Linked DNA regions of Sus scrofa: region 1 is linked to region 2. The links are chromatin contacts, called in public HiChIP or PLAC-seq maps. All regions are on one chromosome and are shown on one strand. The core of a region is the stretch at or near the end of the contact, and the rest is flanking DNA. Distances in the headings are between cores, read along the strand shown. Region 1 holds the start of PCMTD1 (protein-L-isoaspartate O-methyltransferase domain-containing protein 1). Region 2 holds the start of MRPL15 (mitochondrial ribosomal protein L15).

The links. HiChIP or PLAC-seq counts read pairs in DNA pulled down with a chosen protein or histone mark.
Region 1: an H3K27ac HiChIP or PLAC-seq map of alveolar macrophages shows a contact between it and region 2. The contact joins the promoter of PCMTD1 here to the promoter of MRPL15 in region 2. A contact is called at or near these places in 1 of 5 promoter capture datasets (liver) and 1 of 2 datasets of contacts at active chromatin or transcription factors (alveolar macrophages).

Annotation. Positions count from the first base shown.
Region 1 is chr4:78,096,985-78,101,375 of Sscrofa11.1, reverse strand. PCMTD1 (protein-L-isoaspartate O-methyltransferase domain-containing protein 1) reads right to left here and starts at 2,355. Exons shown (of 6, transcript XM_021089409.1): 1 at 2,085-2,355.
Region 2 is chr4:77,074,481-77,078,951 of Sscrofa11.1, reverse strand. MRPL15 (mitochondrial ribosomal protein L15) reads left to right here and starts at 3,130. Exons shown (of 5, transcript NM_001243528.1): 1 at 3,130-3,519; 2 at 4,290-4,444. The coding sequence starts at 3,412.

The DNA of each region.
Region 1 (4,391 bases), core at 1,106-3,605, 1.0 Mb before region 2:
TGGGCCTGAGATTTCAGGTTCTGCATTGTTTGTGATTACCTCACTCAGCTGTCTTCCCTGGAAGCTAGCACCAACATGAACACACAGCACATTTTTAATAAATACAGGTCAATGATTAAATCAGCAAGGCCTCCAGCTCTTCTGCACTCAAAAATATCAAATGTAACAGAGATTTCCTAGCTTTGTCCTATTGGATAATAAGCAGTTAGCATCATCTTACCACTTAATGGTTCATTTCCTATGGTTTACTATCAAAACACTTTTTACCTGTCTGAAATACAAATTCTGTGGGCTACTGTTTTCAACTTTAACTCTTCTTCATGCACAGGCCATCTCACATTTGAGGGACTTGATTTGTTTTCAGCTGACCATATGGAATTTAAGTTTACTCTGAAAAATGCACTTAAAAAAACAAATAATAAACTATTTTAGCAATCTGCTTTACAAAGTCATCCAAGCCTCATGTAAGCTACCATGAAGCTCTGTGTAAACATATTACTCAACTTCCTAATATGTAAGTATCGCCAACTGGCCTTAGACATTCTGAACATTTTACCAACGTTATGTTTCCGTGTTAGTTTGTAGACCCTATTAAAAGCTATTTAAGGGAGTTCCCACTGTGGCTCATGGTAAGGAACCATCCATGAGGACACGGGTTTGACCCCTGGCTTCGTTCAGTGTGTTAAGAATCTGGAGTCACTGTGAGCTGTGGTGTAGGTCCCAGAAGCAGCGTGGATGTGGCAGTGGAGGTTGGGGCAGCTGAGGCTCTGATTCTACCCCTAGCCTGGAACTTCCATATGCCATGGGTGTGGCTCTAAAAAGACAAATAAATAAATAAATGCTATTTAAAAGTCAAAAGATCATAGAAATATTGAAGACGATGTTCAGCAATAAAATATAGCTCTGCGGTTTTTAAAAAGAATGAGACGTAATAAAACGGACAAATATCCGTGAGTATTGTTGGCCAATAAAAACTATATGCTATACATGATCCCAATTTTGCTTTTAAAATATACTTATAACATGCACAGAAATATCCTTCATGGCCTAACACCACACTTTAATACTGGTTAGCCAGGGTAGTAAGATGGGATGAAATGGGGCGGGGAGAGAGGGGGAGCAAACTGCATTGCTGGGCTGCTGCTTAGTTTTTTCTTAAAGAGCCATGTAATACTTTGTGCAAAAATAAAAAATAAACTGGGAGAAAAAAAAAACTGTTGGTAAAACCGTACTTTCTCCTCTATACCCCAATTTTTCTAGTATGTAATTTCAAAAATATACTCAGGACCTCTCAATTTTAAAAAGAGGACAGGCGAAAACACAGCACTGGACGGAGGCGGGGAAGCCTCATATTAGCAAAATCACCCCTGGGTCCTGTCTACGCCGGCGTTTGAAGCCCCAAGAAGGCCCGCCCGCCCTTAAACAGCAGGAAACGCTCCGACAGAAACACCGAAAGTGAGCAAACGCCAGCGCCGCGCCAGCCCCTGAAACCCCGCCAGGCGCCGCGCCGAGGCTCCCGGGCCGACGTGGGCCGGGCTCCTCCTCCAGCCGCAAACAACAACAAAGTCACAGGGCGAGGGCAGGCCAGAGCCCCAGCGCCGCCCCTCTACCCCCAGCAGCCCAGGACCCGACTTCCTCCAGACCCCCGGTTCTCCTGACCTCCCAGCCCCCTCTACGCCCCTGGACCGCCGGCCCAGACCCCCAGCCCCTCGACCCCTTAGACGCCCTCGCCCCCAGACTCCCTCGACTCCGGCCCCCCAGCCGCCAGGCCCAAACCCCCCGTCCCCTCGACCCCTTGGAGCCCGCCCCCCGGCTCCCAGACTCCCCCCGACCCCCTCGACACCCCCCCCCCAGCCGCCAGGCCCAGACGCCCCCAGTCCCCTCGACCTCTGGCCCCCTCAACCCCCCTCAGACACCGGGCCCGGATCCCTCCGACACCTTGGACCCCCCAGACCCCCGCCCCCTCAGCCGCCCAGCCCGACCTCTGGGCCCCCCAGCCCCGCGACCCCCGCGACCCTCTCCGGCCCCTGGGACCCCGACCTCTCGGCCCGGCCCCTGCCCCAACCCGCGGGCGGCGGCGTTACCTGCGGCGAGGCGGTCTGCCGGCCCTCCGCGGCGGGCGCAGGTGAGGCGCTGGGACTTGGCGGGCTCCGCCGCAGCCGGCGCCGCCGCCGCCACAACAACACGTCCTCCTCCTCCGCCGCCGCCGCCGCCACCGCCGCCACCGCAGGGGGGAGGGGCGGGGCCCGGACGCGGGCTGAGGAAGCCCGAGCGCCGCGGCCTCGGAGCCGTCGGAGACCGGGCATGCGCGGACGGCGGCGGGTGCGTGGGTCGCGCGCGAGGACGCCGAAGTCAACAAGGCCAGGGGCCGCCCCATCCGGCTCCGCCCCTTGGGGCGCCCCGCCCCCAGGCCCAAACAACGCGAGGTCTTGACGCGGCCCGGGGTCCTGAGGCCGCGAGAGACTCCGCGAGAGCAGGCTCTCCGCTCCCGCAGCCGCGGGTGTGGATGATCGAATAGCCTTCCTGGTTTGTTGTGTTCGCGTTCGCCACGGAGCCGAGGCCTGTCCCCGGCCTTGAGCGGCTCTGCCGGCGTGTGGGCGCCTGTCTGTCGGTCAGCGCGGGCCACTCATTCCTCGACCGGCGGCGGGCCCGGGAGCCGAGCCCGGGGTTGCCGCGCCGGGTGCACGTCCAAGCGTTGGGCCTGTGGTTTCTTGGGCTGCGGTTTGCAGACGAGCTCAAGTGAGGCGGCCTAGCTGGCGAGCTGCCTCCGGTGAACGCGTTGGCTAGAAAGCCCGGGGCGCTGTTTCCCACCAAGCTGACTGTGTGCAGAAGTGGTTAAATCACATGCTCTTCACGAAGAACCTGCAAGCAGGGTCAGGGCTGACATCGCCAGGGAAGAGCTTGCAAACCAGAGCAAAACTGCTAAGGTTGTCTGCGGTCCAGGTCAGCGATTTTATTTGCACCAAATGGAATATGAATGCAAATCAGGTGGACGTTCAACTCTGAGCTGCAGAATTTCTCCATGGGCCATCGCCCTTGGTCCTTGGGTTCCTTGCCCCCCCCCCCCCCAGCGTGGTCTCAGGGCACCCTAACCGGTGGAGTCAAGTAACAGTCATAAAGGGTTCGCTTGCTGCCATCCCAGGCAGAGATTTGAGCACATGAAAACCTTACCATAAGCTAAATAAGAAAAAATGGCCAGGGTAGAAAAGTAGCTAAAATCATTAAACAACTGCTGCACTCTTGATCCTCTTTCTTCCTCTTCATTTCTTGTATTTTCTTTACTCTCTCCATCCTGCTATAGGAATTTTTCAGAGTTTGAGACCTTTTTTCTCACAACTGCATGAAAGTTGACCACAGGTCATTTTTTAGTAAGACTGCTAGTAAGTACTAGGTTAATAAACAGGACCAAGTGCTGTGGGCGAGTAGTTCAACAGGAAAGCAGCCGCAACCCAGCATCTTCCTGGGGTTTTCCTCCTTCAGCCCTTTTCTCATTGTTCCTCCATTTAGCACCTTTCATGGATAATTTTAAATTATTCCATCATCTGGAATTACTTAGAGATTTATTTAGACTGATTAATTTAGATGCCTACAAGATAGTTTATACCTAGAGTTCTTGGTGCATTGTTGCAGCAAGTCTGGTCCTGGCAACAGGAAAGTAATACTTGCTCTGATAACTTTATTATTCATACCAACTTGCTGCGATTTTAATATTAAGCAAAAAAATAGCCAGAGTGAATACTTTGTGACTACAGAATGCTTTGCAGAGAGGAACGTTGTAATTTCCACACATAAAGCATTCAACAGATGCTTGTCGAGCTAAATTTAGAATACAAACTACTGTCACCATCCTAGAAGTTGACATTTTCCAAAGTCTTGGCTAGAGTTGTTGCATGTTTTCTTCAGCCTTATGATTGAAGGTCTTCATTTATTGCCCAGATTAACCTTAAATCATCTAGTTATTTGCAGTCAACTCTGTTGTGTTATGGGCCTTGGTTATGTGAGAAGTGCCAATTCTGGTCTGAGGCCTGAAAGAATTTCCTCATATCTTTCATTTGACCTGCAGTGTCTGGGGAAAATCCACCAAATAAGGAACTGCTTTGTTCTGCTATTGTTTTTCCTTGTGCTGTTTTCAGTACAGTTAAAAGTCCACCACCTGCTACCCGCAAAAGAAACAATAAAAATAAATAGTTCCTCTCTAAAGAAAGTTAGCTTTACTATACTTATTTCTCTATGTTTGAAAAACAAGGACAACACATCGGCATTTCCTTACAGATTTTAAGAAATAGAAATTTATGTTTTTTTGTTTTGTTTCATTTTGGGGTTTTTTTGGTCTTTTTGCCTTTTCTAGGGCCGCTCCTGCGGCATATGGAGGTTCCCAGGCTAGGGCTCCA
Region 2 (4,471 bases), core at 1,881-4,380:
TCCTACCCCCCAAAAAAAGACCCCAGGAAACCCCATGGGAAGACCTGCCTATTTCATTCACAGCAGTATCCCAGCATTTTGAGGACAGAGAGACAGGAAGGAATCAGTTCTAATTCTTACAGGCCACGGCAAGAAGTTCGTATGTTATTCTCAGTGCGATGTGGAGTCACTGAAGGGTAATGAGACTCTGCCTACTTTTGGAGGATGGACTGGAAGGGGGCAACAGTGGAGATGAAAACAGATCAGTCAGTGGACTGTAGCACTGTTCTAGGCAAGATGAAGATGGATTGAACCAGCATGGTGTTTGTGGATCAGAGAGACAGGTCTCGTTGTTGTGGGCAATAGGGAAAGAGAGGCACCAGAAATCAATCTGTATTGAGAGACTGTCAAGGCACCGAGACAGGTGGGGAAGTTGATTTGGGAGTGTAGGAGAAAGAGGCCCTGCCCAAAGGACTTGAAGTTACACCACCTTTATAGGGTTCACCTCATTCCTTTACAATGAGGAGTCGCTACTGACCAGGGCTGGAGTCAGGATGCATAATAAGTAGTTGCTGAGATGTCTTCTTATTACAGGGTTTTCTTAGTGTGATTTAAACAGGGGCTAGCACAACACTTCAAGCATGCGGATGCTTAATAAATATTATCCTGGAGTTCCCATTGTGGTTTGATTAAGAACCCGAACCTGAATAGTATCCAATACCAGCCTTAGTGGGCTAAGGATCCAGTGTTGCTACAAGCTGGTGGAGTAGGTCGAAGATGCAGCTTGGATTCGACCCCTAGCCTGGGAACTTCCATATGCTACAAGCGTGGCCCTAAAAAATAAAATTATCCTGCATTAATAACAATGATGTAAAACTTCTATAGGCTTAAAGGTCGATGACTTACTCACCACACACCCTTAATTTACATTCTTACAACAGAGATGAGACTCACCAAATTATTTTGACTGCTTTATAAGCTAGGGCAACATGCTGCATTACTGGATAAACAAACAGGTAGCCTACAATTAACTGCGAACTATTATTATTCCCACTATTAACCTATGCCCACCAATAACATTATACAACCTAGCCAACAAAGAAAATCTACTTCCTGGAAGTCAGCACGCTGTTTTATATATCCTGTATCTCTTTTATCCAATAAAATTTTTCAATGATAAAAAAATTATTGGCGTTAACACTCACCCAGGAGCTCATTACTTAGTACAATGATTTTCTGATTAAGGGGAAATATGGTGTGTCTTTCTGTAGGCAGTATTTTGCAACATGTTTTGCAATTTTCTTCCCAGAAGTATGAAATTTTTAACAAAAAGATGATGAAATATATTGAATTGAAAACACTTAAAGGCAGGACCTAGCTTCTATTTTTTTCCACCATATTTTTTCTACACTTTTAAATAGAGTCTGGACTTTATCTTCATATCGTTTTATAGAACTCACATATCTGTATTTTTCTTGATTTGTGTTATTAGAGCTATAAGAGGCTTACTTTTTTTTTTAACTTTTAAAAAATACTCAATTTTGGAAAGTCTCCTCTACCTCATTTCAAACAATCTGGGAGCAAGATCTTGTTTGACTTTATCTTTGTACGTTTTTCAGTAACAAGTTCAGTATCTTGCTCATAAATATTGCTTAAATAAAGGAGAGAATGCAAACTCTTCTTTTTTGGCAGTTTTTTTATACTTGATTTAAAATGACTTCTTAAAGGTTTAAAAATAGATGTAGTGGAGTTCCTGTTGTGGCAATGAATCCAACTAATATCCATGAGGACGCAGTTCGATCCCTGGCCTCACTCAGTGGGTTAAGGATCTGGTGTTGCTGTGAGCTGTAGTGCAGGTTGCAGACTCAGCTTGGATCTGGTGTTGCTGTGGCTGTGGTATAGGCTGGCAGCTATAACTCCAATTTGACCCCTAGCCTGAGAACTTCCATATGCCATAGATGCGGCCTTAAAAAAAAAAAAGGAAGTAGCTGTGCTCCACAAAGTTATTTCTTACTTACACTAACAGGAACAGCAGGAACAACACCCCAGACAGTGAAACAAAAAAAAAAAAAAAAAAAAAAAAAAAAATTAGAAGAAAAAGAAAGAAGCATGGTCTATATTACACTCACTTAAGACAAAAATAGGGAAGCTCATATTTTATTCAGTGAAAATGTTACGTATTTTGTGCTGCAGATATTCAGCTTCATGTTATAAAAAAATATTACTTATGTAATAGGAGCCAAAGTACAAATCTTGTCTCTGCGGCTTGCTGAGATCTTAGTCCAACTACCAACCCTGCCAAGTCTGTCAAAGGTGATAAAACATCTACCCCACGAGGAGTTGTTTAGTTGAACAAAATGAGGCTGAATCAGCACGTGACTGACATACCAAGCACTCAGCCTGGCTCCTTCATTATTAACAGCTTTTGAGTTAGTATCTCAGTGACTCAGTCAAAGCATAACAGAGGCACTCAGACTGGATGCAGGGTTTTGAGTCTTTTTCACAGTTGCTACTAGCCAGCCATTGCAATACCTAGACCTCAGGTATTCTTATCTCACTGGTGCCAACTAAAAATTGGCACTAGCCATCTGTCTCTCCTAGGATTGTTAGTAGCCACTGCAGCTGCTGAGCTTCAACACATACTGAAAGCATGGAGATCAGAAATGTGCTCTGGGAAAAACTGGCAGAACAACTTTCACATAGATATTTTCGGGGGATTTTATGAACCCAAATTTTTACATCTCCTGTCTAGAAAAGCCGTAAAGTCATTAACCATGGTATTTGTTCCTGATGACTAGCAGGAAACGTCTGCCAAAACGTGTGCTTGATTGCACGTACCCCCTTCACTAAAATCGTATACACTGACCTTCCCCCTACCTCTTCAAAGCAGTTCCTCAGAGGTCCCTGAAACGCTGTTTCCCAGACTTTATAGTCATTTTGCCCCAAATAAAACTTAACTTCCAACCTTTACATTGCACAACTTTTTTTCAGGCCATAGTGTATACAACTGGCCCAGCGCAAGCTAGTGCTTCAGCGTCCAGGTGATCTTATTCTGCACTCCACCTGGAGCTCAGAGACAGCCCTGCTTCTAAGGACCAGACGTTGTGACAGCACAGGCCAGGGACTCCTACACACAGCGTTTTCAGTGCCTGCCTGGTGCAGCGCAAGAGAACGCTGCACATTCAGAGCCGGGGTCGGGGCACGACCTCTCGAAATAGCCCAGCCCCAACCAACTGAAAACAAAGCCGGATCACGCCGCTACGAGGTAGACATGGGGAGACACGTGCTGCCTCCAACGCGGAGCCGGCTCCCGGTGTGCCCCGCGGCAAGCGGCGCAGCGGACTGACAGCACGACAGGGGCGGTGCCGCGGCCGTAAAGCAGCGTCCCAGATCACGTGGATCGGCGCCCTTGCGGCTTTTGCGGCACGGGTTATGGGCGGCCCCGTGCAGGGCGGTGGGCCCCGGGCCCTGGACCTGCTGCGAGCCCTTCCCCGTGTGAGTCTGGCCAACCTGAAGCCGAACCCGGGCTCCAGGAAACCGGTAAGGCTGCGGATGTCGGCGCGGTGGCGGGGTCCTGAGGGTTGTGAGTCCATAGGCTCTGGGAGGAGGGAGGGGCTGCCGGGCCCCAGGTCTCCTTGAGTGACGTGGGAAAACCTGACCACGTGGTTTCAGTTCTCTGCAAGGTTCGGGTTTAAGAGCATAATTATTTTACTATCGAGGAGCGAAATCGCAGGAGTTAAAAACGACTGTCTCGTTAAGACGGGTTTTAATGAAGTTTTTTCCATTGTGTCTTTATCTTTATAGGAAAGATACTATGTTCGATGTTTCTTCTGTAAATCTCTGAGCTGTTAGTGGACGTACTGTCACTTTAAGAACTCCTTGATTTCGTGAAGTGACAGGAAATTAAGTTAAATAAAATACTATATATGGGCAACAGTGGCATATTTACAATTAATTTCAAAATAAATGCACTTGAATATTACATAAATTTTGCTAGTCGTGGATGTTTAATTCTAGAATTTTCTTCAATTCCCGCCTGTCATAGAATCCTTTTTCTCATCTCATTCTTGGAACTTTGCCTTTGAAACACAACTTGGTTGCAAGAATCAGCTACGTCTTCAGAGGCAAAGCTGTTAGTGTTGAGTATTTGGATTTCAGGGCAGCCAGGATGGTGTCTGGAACCTTGTAAATTTGGCTATTGCTAGCTGGTTGGATGAATGAAGGGCATAACCAAAAGATACAGCACAAAGGTGAAATATGATTTAAACAGATGCGTGTGTGGATCATAAAACATTCCTCTTTCCTTGTAGGAAAGACGACCAAGAGGTCGGAGAAGAGGCAGAAAATGTGGCAGAGGCCACAAGGGAGAACGGCAGAGAGGAACCCGGCCCCGATTGGGCTTTGAGGGAGGCCAGACTCCATTCTACCTTCGAATCCCAAAATATGGCTTTAATGAAGGACATAGGTAACTTTGCTTTGCTTCTCAACCTGA